Linked DNA regions of Mus musculus: region 2 is linked to region 1. The links are chromatin contacts, called in public Hi-C maps. All regions are on one chromosome and are shown on one strand. Each heading gives the region's core, a stretch centred on a gene start, on an enhancer-like site or on the middle of the called end of the contact. The rest is flanking DNA. Distances are from core to core; before and after follow the strand shown. Region 1 has its middle 11 kb from the start of Gm26107. Region 2 has its middle 8.9 kb from the start of Gm4861.

Evidence for each region. A called contact is a pair of places that touch in the nucleus more often than the background predicts.
Region 2: a contact with region 1 is called in a Hi-C map of cerebral cortex, with 2.9 times the contacts expected there. The contact joins two enhancer-like sites. A contact is called at or near these places in 2 of 39 promoter capture datasets (hippocampal neurons and stem cell-derived epiblast-like cells) and 1 of 484 Hi-C or Micro-C datasets (cerebral cortex).

The regions. Positions count from the first base shown.
Region 1 is chr3:137,054,628-137,060,067 of GRCm38.p6, reverse strand. No RefSeq gene overlaps it. Among named protein-coding and RNA genes, the nearest start is that of Gm26107, 11 kb to the left of the region's middle. Within about 2 kb of position 2,792, at least 49 of the 459 cell types and tissues checked have an H3K27ac peak or open chromatin away from gene starts, as enhancers often do. A contact at or near this core is called in cerebral cortex and hippocampal neurons, where this site is marked.
Region 2 is chr3:137,558,853-137,564,292 of GRCm38.p6, reverse strand. No RefSeq gene overlaps it. Among named protein-coding and RNA genes, the nearest start is that of Gm4861, 8.9 kb to the right of the region's middle. Within about 2 kb of position 2,967, at least 41 of the 459 cell types and tissues checked have an H3K27ac peak or open chromatin away from gene starts, as enhancers often do. A contact at or near this core is called in cerebral cortex and hippocampal neurons, where this site is marked.

The sequences.
Region 1 (5,440 bases), core at 1,543-4,042:
GGAATAGGCTTGGTACAAATTTGTGATAATGGAAAAACATTCATTCTAGGTAAGGTCCAAGAATGAAGCCATAGTATGCATTATGTGAAACTGTTGCTTTGAACTTATAATGAGCTTATAGAATAAAAACTGCTTTCAACTTACTATCAATATCCTTCTGTAACGTGACTTTTGTGTAACATTTCACCTATGAGGTAATTTTCTAAAGAACTTTTGTCTAGGCAGGTATAAGAAGGTCAGAGAGAAGAAATAAAGTATAGCATTTGGGCTTGGCCCCATCCACTAAATGTGTACATGTATATATCTGTTTCTCTACAGGTATGTACATACATGCATGTGTAGGTATCTGTGTATGTATGTAGCTATGCATGGACACTTGTGGAGTTGATGAGAAAGGTGTTTGGGCCTGACCAGGGTGTGTGTGTATGTGTGTATGTGTGTGTGTGTGTGTGTGTGTGTGTGTGTGTGCATGCACATGTGTGTGTGTGTATGTGTGTGTGCGTGTGTGTGTGTGTGTGCGTGCACATGTGTATGTGTGTATGTGTGGTGATTGTGTGTGTGTATGTGTGTATTGTGCATGCATGTATTTGTGTGTATGTGTGTGTATATGTATGTGTATGTGTGTGTGTGTGTGTGTGTGTGTGTGTGTGTGTGTGTATGGGTGTGTGTGTCTTCATTGCCTGTGTAAATGATTTTTTCTCTTTTCCTTTCTTCTTTCCCCTCTGTTTCACAAAAAGTTAATGAGTTTCAAGCCTCTTGCCCAGCCAGCAAGAGGTCCTTGACCCAGAGAGAAAAGAGCCCTAGCAATTAAACCTTTTTTTTTTTTTCTTCTAAATCCCCTGTTGTTGCTAGCAGGAGTTTATAAACAGAAACCAGCAGCATTTATCCACAGAATAGTAAGAAGCCAGCACTTATTAGCACAAAATAGTAAGAGAAAAGAAACCTGTGCTTACTATCACAGCAATATAATAGTAAAGGGTAGAAGGCCAGAGGTCATCAGTCTTTGACCTTCCTCTGACACTGTGTCTCACCTCAAACCATCCACTCTGAAGATCGTAGCAGGTCCCTGGCACTTTTTCATACTAGCTCATGTTACTTCATACATGCTTGCATCTCCAGTGGTGTTTATTAAAGGACTTAGGCCTTACTATTCTCATTCTTTTTCTCTTCCTTCTACAGGCTGCTGTACCCAGCACCCCAATAATGTATAAAAGACATCATTCTAGAGTCATGTGACCATGTGTTGAAGTTAATGCCTGCCAAGTGGGACAGTAGCCCTTTTGCTATTCCTCAGCCCTCAGGAAGACTGTAGGGCCTGGAGAATTGAGATTGAAACAAATCGCTAATGCCAAATCTGCAAGTAGACTTTGAAGTGAATAGTTCTATGCCTGCAGATATGCTGTGGTCCTCAAGCATCACATGGAATTGTTACAGACTTTTCCATTCGCATGTATTCAACCTTGAGCACCAACAGCAACATGAAACAACAAATGTTGAGCACTTACTAGGGAAGTCAAGTCACACTACAGGCCCTTCACATACTGTTTGCTTCATAAGTTGCTTAAGAGACAAGGGACTTAAGACTAGGTCATCAGTGAGAGATCACAGATTTCTCCTGCAATGTCCATATCTCCCTTCATGTTAAGTAGACTAAGGAATGTCATAAAAGTCTTTCCACATCTATCATGTTTGTATATTATCTCTAAAATCTAATAGAAGGTCAGGTGAATACATGATTCACAATATAATGTCAAGAGTTTGTGATGTGGAGCTTACTGGATTTGCCTGTGGTTGCACGGCTTGTAACTATGTCATCTGTGAAACACAAACAACAGTACCTACTATATACATCGTCTGTGAGAGCATTAGAACCCTCTGAGATTCACTGGCAGGGAGAACCAGGGTACTTTCAGAGTTGTTCTCTGAAAACATGACTCCACCCTATATTTAGAGCCCATGGATGACAAACAAGCAATGCACTGACACCTTCCACAGGAGAAAGGGATTTTCTTTGTCCTACGCACGTTCTAAACACAGACACAAACCAGTGATTAACTGTCTAGCAGCAATGTGACTTATGAAAGAGGACATGGGGCTGTCTGCTATGACCCCCACAGAAAGGCCCAAATGAAACCGCCCTTCTCCTTGGAGTTCAGGTCAAGCACAGAGGCACCTCAAGAGTTGACTGATTGTCAACTGTTTCAGTGGCAGCTAAGTGGCAGGCCATGCTTCTGCCCTTCTTGCAGTCTCATTCCAAAGCCTTAACTTTATTACACCCTGCAGTTCCCAAATTGCTATGTAGGATTTTTTGAGGATTCATCTGTAAGAACATTGTGGGCTGTGGATGTGTGCACACACTTGTACAACCGCCCCCCCCCCCCAAAAAAAAAAACAATACTGGTTCAGGTTCAGGCAGGAAGACTTAGTTTTTTGTTTTGTTTTGTTTTTTTCTCAAATGACATATTTGAGCATTAGAAGCAATGTGTTCTGTTCTCCTGCTAGCAAGAAATAATGAAACCGCTGCACTGCCTTCGCAGCAGCTCCTGCCTTTCAGTCTTGCAAAGCAGAAATGATTCTCCATTTGTAGGCAGCAACAGCCCCCAGAAGCTGTGGGAACATTGCCAAGAGCCCTGAAAAACCTCCAGAGCTAATTGGGAACTGGCTTATTAGTGACACTTTTGAGAGTCAGGCTGTCATTGAAGACAAATGAAGGGGAGCACGGTGGGCGCTGCAGCATGGCATTAGGCAGTGGGAGGGAGGCTGGTCCCTGCTCCTCGCAGAACATTGCTTTGCAATTTGCTCAGACTCTGTGCTCAGCTGCCTTGCAAAAGCCTTGGCTGCTGGGAAGCTGCAGGCAACACCTTAGCCTTTATTCTGCACCAGCGCTGTCCCTAGCCATCAACATTAGAAGACTTTAGCAGCCATCTCAAAGGTATCTTGAGTTACTTAATCCTGCCAATAAATACCTGCAATGCCCTCTTCATAGCTCTTGGAATATGTCTTCAGTGTGTGTGTGTATGTGTGTGTGTTGTTTTATCCTATCCACTACTGATAGAAAATTGTTCTAACGTTTTGTATAAGTACTAAAAACTCAGTTTAAAAAATATTCATTAAATCACCTAAGAAACAAATTTGAATTAAATCAGAATTCCAGATTGGTCAGTTAATTAGGAAGCATCTCAAGAAATGCACATGGCTCATCATTCCAATTAAACCCATGGTTCGCCATTCCAATTAAAACCGTGGGTTTTAAAAACCAAGGTTAAAGACACCAGGATTTACCAGCTACAGCTCCAGCCAGGCAGACGCTGTGTTCTGAGTGTTGCCTTCAGCTATCACTGAAATGGTGCTCTGGTAACAAACTGTTGTTTTGGTTTGTTTCTCGCACTCTGTCACTGGCATGATGGCACTTCTTATAGCTAGCTGTTTATGATATGCAATTATCACAGCCCTCAACAACAGCAGCAAAACAATTCAAACTTAAGAGGAGATTGTTGTGTCACTCAGTACTCACAAGAGAGCTGTGTGGGCATCCATGTGTCCCCTTTGCTGGGCTCTCTGCTGAGTAAAGTGAAGGAAACCTGCTGTTGCTGTTAGGAGGGATGAAGTCCAGCTCTAGAGTCACCTCTTGGAGTTCTCCATTGCAGTGGATACAGCTCAAAGGTTGTTGTTGTTGTTTTGCAATAGCATTAGAAGTCCATCTGAGCACAGATCCACTAGAACATAGAAAGCAATTCATAGACACCCGGTTATTGCTAACACTGATGAATGCCTCTCTCACTAAGAAAATCATTCTCCTCTCAAAGGAGATGTAGAAGTTGGGCGTTTCACAGGTCAGCTGTGACGGAATCAAGCCCCTAAAGCTTTAGGTATTTCAGTTCTCTCTACAGCTCTGGCTCTTAACCTCACATAGAGATAGAATCATCCAGAGGCACAAGCTTGCACATTCCTAACTTCAGTGATAGACAGTACTGGGTTAGCTTCTAACTTGATAGCTGGCCTTTGTCTCCCTTATTCCTTGCTTATAGTTTGCCTCTCATGAAGCATATGTGTCAGCCTAAGTATTAGTTATTTTTCCTTATGTAAGGAGAAGGTGCTCTGACCAAAGCAACTTCAGGGAGAAAGAGTTTATTTCATCTCACAGTTGGAAAATGGAGTCAGTAATGATGAGGAAATGACAGCGACAAGAACATAAGGCAGGTGTTCGCATTGCAAGCACAGAAAGGAACTAGGGAGGTCAATGCTGCTACTCAGCTAGCTCTCTCCTTTTTATGGATTCCAGAACCAAACCAAAGAAATAGGGCTATGTACCTCAATTAGCCTAATCAACATAACCCCTCATAGTCTTGCCCAGAAACTTCTTTCCTAGGCAATTCTCGATCTTATCAAGTTGACAGTAAAAATTAACCATTACGGTGGTTATCAGCTTTCATAGCTCTCTTGTTTCTAGAGACATGTAAGACTATACTATGGTCGTCCTTATGACAAAAATCAAGAGAAGAAAATATGGCACAATTTGTGACAGTTTTAGAACAATGGTGTGACGATGTGACGTGATTCCGGAGAATCCATGTGAGAAAGTTCACAGGTGACCAAGTGACAGTTCCTAAATGGCTGGGTGACCGCTGTTCTGAAGCAGCTTTGGGAGCTAGTACTCAGGTGGCAGGTTTGACACAGAAAGGTTTCTGGCTCTCATGGGACAGTTCTGGGTCATCAAAATGATACAGAGGTGAATGTCTTTATAAAAACGTCTCTGTGATTACCACAGGATACGGTTCTGGGAACTTATGGTAAAAGAGATGACTTGAAAACAAGTGTCTCTGGTCAACAAAGTCTAAAGGGTATTTACTGGAGAACTAGAATGTTAACAAAAGCCAGCAGCCTTTATCCTGGCTAACTTTAGGGTTTTTTTTTTCTCAATAAATTAATAAAGCTCAGTATGATTTGACACCTACCATACATGCATTGCATACATTTCCTGTGTATGATCCTTCTGAAAGAGGAAATCCCATCACTGATTTAGGAAATTAAGCTTCTGCAAGCAAAGATTCCTGTTGCTTAGGGATAAAAGTTGAGGGGGAAAAACCCTATTCCAGCTAGCGGGGAGGCCCCAAGGTCTAACACTACTACTGAGGCTATGGAGTGCTCACACAAAAGGAATCTATCATGACTGCCCTCCGAAAGACCCAACAAACAGCTGAAAGAGTCAGATGCAGATATTTACACCCAACCAATGGACAGAAGCTGTTGACCCATATGGTTGAATTAGGGAAAAGCTGGAAGAAGCTGGGAGAAGTGCGATTCAGTAGGAGGACCAGTAGTCTCAATTAACCTGGACCCCCGAGATCTCTCAAACACTGGACCACCAACCTTGGAGTATGAGAGCCAGCATACACCAGCTGATATGAGGCCCCCAACACACATACAACAGAGGACTACC
Region 2 (5,440 bases), core at 1,718-4,217, 500 kb before region 1:
GTAAATATAGTTCATGTTAACACATTCTAAAGCAAGACCTGCTTTCCTTGAGCAGCTCAAAATTAGTTTAGTAAATCGTGTGGTGGAAAGTTTTCACTAAGTTTAATAACATCATAAGCTGTTCTTGATATTTGACAAATTACATCTCTAGAAATGTGTGTGTGTGTGTGTGTGTGTGTGTGTGTGTGTGTGTGTGTGTACATATGTGCAAGATAGAGTTAGAGAGAGACAGAGTCAGTGTTAAGGAATAGAGGAACAGGATAAACATGGTTCAAGGGGTGACCTTTGTTTCATTTGTCCTTGCTCCCCAGTTCTGTTTCCATCCCAGTATGATGCAAGACCCCAGAACAACTGAATTGATGCTACTGATTCAAATCATGGTTAATTCACATCTCCCTCTTGGCTGAAGCTAAACCGAAGCTGCTGTCTCTCATGAAGATTCTGCCTGCAGCTGCGTGACACAGATTATAAAAAGACTCTCAGATGGAACACAGAAACTTCGCTTCTAATCATTCAAATGCTTCATTCAGTTGAAATTATCGTCTAGGAAAATTCCAGATGTTCCGATGTTTCACTTCCCCATCTGAAGTTCCCATCCTGGAGGGCAGCTGGTCACTGATCTGCGCTGCTACACTGGCAATGATCAGCAGGGGTCTGCTCAGGGGCCAGCAAGAGGATCCACCAATACCCTGGAGAAATCAAGTAGGAATCAAGAAAGATGAGAAGAAGGGAAATTTCTAACCCTAGGTTACTCTTGTGTACTCTTCACCAAGAGAACCAGTGAAGGAGGAGGGAAAATAAAGACAAAATAAGCATTTAGGACAGGAGCTGGAGAGATGGCCGAGAGCAGTCAAGAGTTCTTGTTGCTCTTGAGGAGGAAGGACCTGGATTCAGTTCAACCAGGTACAACACAACCTATAGTACCAGTTCCAGGGGATCCAGTGTCCCCTTCTGACCTTCAAAGGCACACGCGTACATGTACGTACAGAAAAACCTCACATGTCAAATCAAAAGAACACGTTCAGTAAGATTGTAAAATATATTGGGTGACTTAAGCAATGGTTTAAACATTTGTATAAATTAAGGGGAACCGCTTTTTCTGAGAGAGTTTTGTGGGGTTTATGGTGTAATGTGCAAAGGTTGAACATCTCCTTTAACACACTGTCTTGAAGTCCGTATGCCCCAGTGCTCTGAGAAATGTTATAGGGGACGAAACACTGACTGGTTTTCTTTGATGGTCTTTTGCTGCAAAGCATTGGCTTCCCTCACTTTAATCAAACCCTCTTTCTTCTGCAAAGTGTCTCAGCTCTGAAGATGCAGCAAACTACTTTATGAAGAAGGATTCTATGTAGCAAATCTTACAGATGAGTGAGTGAGAAAGTACACAAAAAGGAAAAGAAGCAAGAAGAAAGTGCGCATGTCTGGTTGGTGACCCTCTTGAAGTTGTGAGTCAGGGAAAAAAAAAAACTAAGAAAAAGAAAGAATGACAATCTGCTATGTTTTGACCCTAAATTATAGATATACCTATGTGTTGTTATGATCCTTTATCATATCAAATATTCAAATCACAACTTCCGGTGGACCTTACAAACTAATTATTTCTGGTGGGCCAGAACCAGCTGGTGGCTGGTCAGTAAATATGTATGTCAGAATACAGATTTACTGACTAAATGCATGCATGCATGGGCATCTTTGTATGTACTCTTTCAGTCATTAAAAATACTCAAGAACTGATCCAGAACCCTGACCAGCACAGGTACTCATTTCTAAGTTTGGGGCTAACCTTTAATTTATTTTATTGAATGCTGGTGGGGGGATGCTTTGCTTGTGCAATTTTAGTTGCACATAATACAATATCAATCTTTTTTATGTTTGCAAGATTAAAACTTTTTTTCCTATCTGGTTAATTATCTCCTTAGAATTTAGTAAGCTTGGCAGAGGCTGCCCTTTGGGGCTCATTAAGCCAAATTTCCACTTCAGGATTAGAAATGCAGCAAGAGGAGAGGACAGATGCATTCAGAGTCTGAGCTGGGAGCCCGCTTTGCTGAGAGTGCTTTGGATGCTCTGACACTGTAAGGAGAGAGCTGCCTTTGCACTGGGGCAAGCAGGGATCTGGAGTATTGGCACTAGCTATGTGGTGCAGAAGAGAGCCACCTACGATGCCTGGGATCCAGGCCTCAGGGCATTGGATTTCTGAGGGATGAAGAGCAGAGTCAGAAAGCTTAATGTTCTGAGCAGGCTGTCCCCAGCTTTGCTGGAGAAAGGGGCTCAGTTACAATTCCCTCTGGGTTGAAATCTGAGTTTTGATGGAACGCAAACTCTGTGCTGCTGTGTTAGTGCTGGGAAATGTTCTAGTCTCTAGGGTATTGGGATCTAAATCTTTCTACCAACTTGAAAGTCTCCCAAGAGTTTATGGAGTTGGAGGAAGAAGAGGAGGAGGAAGAGGAGGAGGAAGAGGAGGGGGAGGAGGAGGAGAAACAGCATACAAAGCCAGGAGGTTATTCTATTTAGACGCGACAATGACTCATGCTAGTTTGAAAATAGAATTTATAGTTTGCTGCCTTATAAAGGGGACTTTAATCTTCTGTGTAATTTTCATAGTTACTATTCTGTGAACTTCTTTGCAAGCAAACAGAATTGTTTTGCACCTGGATACAAAATGCCCCATGTCTTGAGAGCATGGTAACATGCCACTCTCTAATGAAAGGCCAGTTCCACCACAGGGAGGTCCATTTCCTAATCACAAAACAACTGACTTGTCATCCTTTCTTGGTCCCCAAAGACTGGATTTAAAAATGCCTCAGTGACCTGTCATTTTGCAGTTTTCGACTGTGTGGTGTGCAGCCGCCATATGAGGAATTGTCTCATCCTTTAAAACTGTTCTGTTTACTCGGGCTCTCACTGAAAGTGCATCTCCATGGGAATTTATGGAGGCTTCCAGCCCCAGCCTGCTGCCCGCCTCTCAGCTTTGGCTTCTCTGCAGGTTCCTTTTATTGGTTTTTGGCAGGTTGCTGAGGGCATATGTTTTACACTTTGCTGCTCTGATTTGTGAGAATCTGCTGACATCCAAGAAAGTGCTACGAAAACCTGTTGCTCATATCCAAGGATATGTGTTTTATGGCAAATCCACAGAGCTCAAGTTTCTTGACAACACATCTTATTTATGGAGAAACAAATGCAGACAGTATTGTACAGGGCTGTGGTGCCACCCTTCTGAGAAGACCTTTGGCTGTGTGTGTGTGTGTGTGTGTGTATGTGTGTGTGTCTGTGTGTACGCGTGCACATGCACAATGGGGCACAGGTTTTGTTTGTCTCTGTGTCAGGCTTTTGGTGAACATTTCCTCTTTTATGTATTTTGGAGAAAGTTTTCCCATTGCTGCCAGCTGTCATTTGCTAGCATACACCATATGCCAAAAACCATGCACTGACTTTTTACTGGAAGATTGCAAGAGAAATGTTACTGCCTCCTGCTGAAGAGGGGAAAAAAAAAAAACAAAAAAAAACAACTAAGGTTTATTGGAGTTAAGCAACATTTGCAGTGTTTTATGGACCAATGAAACCAAGGTGCAAAACTTGGTATGCTTTGCCTCTGAAGTTAATGCTTTTATTCCCCATAAAAGGCAGGAGATTATTTTTTTTTGTATTTTTAATGCTATTTTAAAATAAATTATTAAACTTGCACAATATCACATAGATCCTGTCATGATTCGACCTCACTTCTTCCCTCTATAGACTCTAGACTAGTCTATTTTCAGTGAGGGGTGACTTTGCTTCTCCAGGGAAGACTTTCCAAGGTCTGGAGCCATTTTTATTGACACGTTGGGTAAATGTAGAGCACATGACACCTATTGGGTAGAGATAGAGGGAGACAGAACTTCTGCTTAGCATTCTGGAACATACACAGCTCCTCCAAAATGCTAGTCCTGCTGGGGCTGAGGTGTTTTGGAGGAAAAAAAGTAATAAAAACAGGAAATAGTCTTGATATTGTACCATAATTTTAGTGATGGTTGGGAGATTGTATTATCTGTTCTAAATACTTTCTGCTATTTCACTTTTACTGGGGTTTTCTACATGGTAGAGTTATCCCTTGGCTGGCAGTTTGTTTTCTTTGATGAAGAAAGTATAGGAGCAGATTAGATCTTCCCAAGATTAGGAAGCCATTGTGTGGTGTTGACATCCTTTCCGTGAGCAGATCATGAGGCTCCAGCCAGAGCTGCCTCCACTTCATCTAAAGACACCATGGAGGACAGAGCCAGCCTACTCAGAAAGCATAGGTGTTATAACAAAAACTGCACTTCTTTTGATATTTGGATGGTTTATCACTGCAGCATAGTTTACACGATTGTTATTTCAAAAGATAAGGTTAAGGTTCAATTGTAGTGCAAGAGAACCTGGAAGGAAAGATTTGAGTCAGGGTACACCAGTCAGAAAATACTGGGTTTTAATTTGATGAATTGGAAGTTTGGTGAGGGTGAGAAAGAACATCTAGGAGCAGAGGGGATAGCTACTTAGATGTGGCTAACTGAGGGATCCAGAGATCCCAGTCTGGCTGTGATAATAGTCTTAATAAGAGGGGCAGGAGACTTATCATCGAGTCTATGTAAACAAAACCATGCAAGCATATGTGAGAAATGCACAGACACACACATATGAAGCTCATTGAAAGATAAGATCAAGAGTTTGAGAGGGGCTATCTTAGGAGATGATGCTGCATCAGAATATATTTTGGAATGGATATGACCTACTTCTCTAGGGTTGTTAAATGTGGGAACAGTTGGTCTATTGAGTGAGGGATAGTGTGACTGACCCTGGGGATCTGGAGAATGGGAATTGTGGTATGAATTTGGGCATTCTCTAGGTAAAGTGCAGTGTGGCCATTATCCACAAAGGGCGACTAGAATGGAGAGAGAAGAATGAAGATAAGGATGTGGGAATTTTGGTGGAGGGCTGAGGGGAAGCACAGGCATTTTAGTGGAGAATGCTGACTTGGCTGGCTGGTACAGAGGCTTGGCGCTTTGAGAGGTGACTGTGAGGGTGAGAAAACTGATGACTGTCTACTTCTGGGTTTACTGCGCATGAATACCGTTGATGGTACTCCAAGAAAGATAAGCCTTTGGTTTGGAAGATATGGCAGAATCTTCCCCGAATGCATAAAGATTTCAAGGAACCAATCAATAGGCAGTGGATAAAGAAGGTGGGCTGGGAGTCTTAGAGAGGAGAGAGATAGGAGAGACAGGAGAGAAGGAAGGAAGATGGAGGAAGAGGAAGACGATCCAGATTCTGTGTGGCTTTACATAGCCACAGGTAGCAATGAATATCTTATAAGGAATGAAGAATTGCAGGACAATTTGTCTTATCTAGCTGGGCAGCTTATATCAATGTCAATTGGCTCTGAGTTCATTGTGTGGGCGTTTTGTGGAGTGAGAATTTACTGATATAA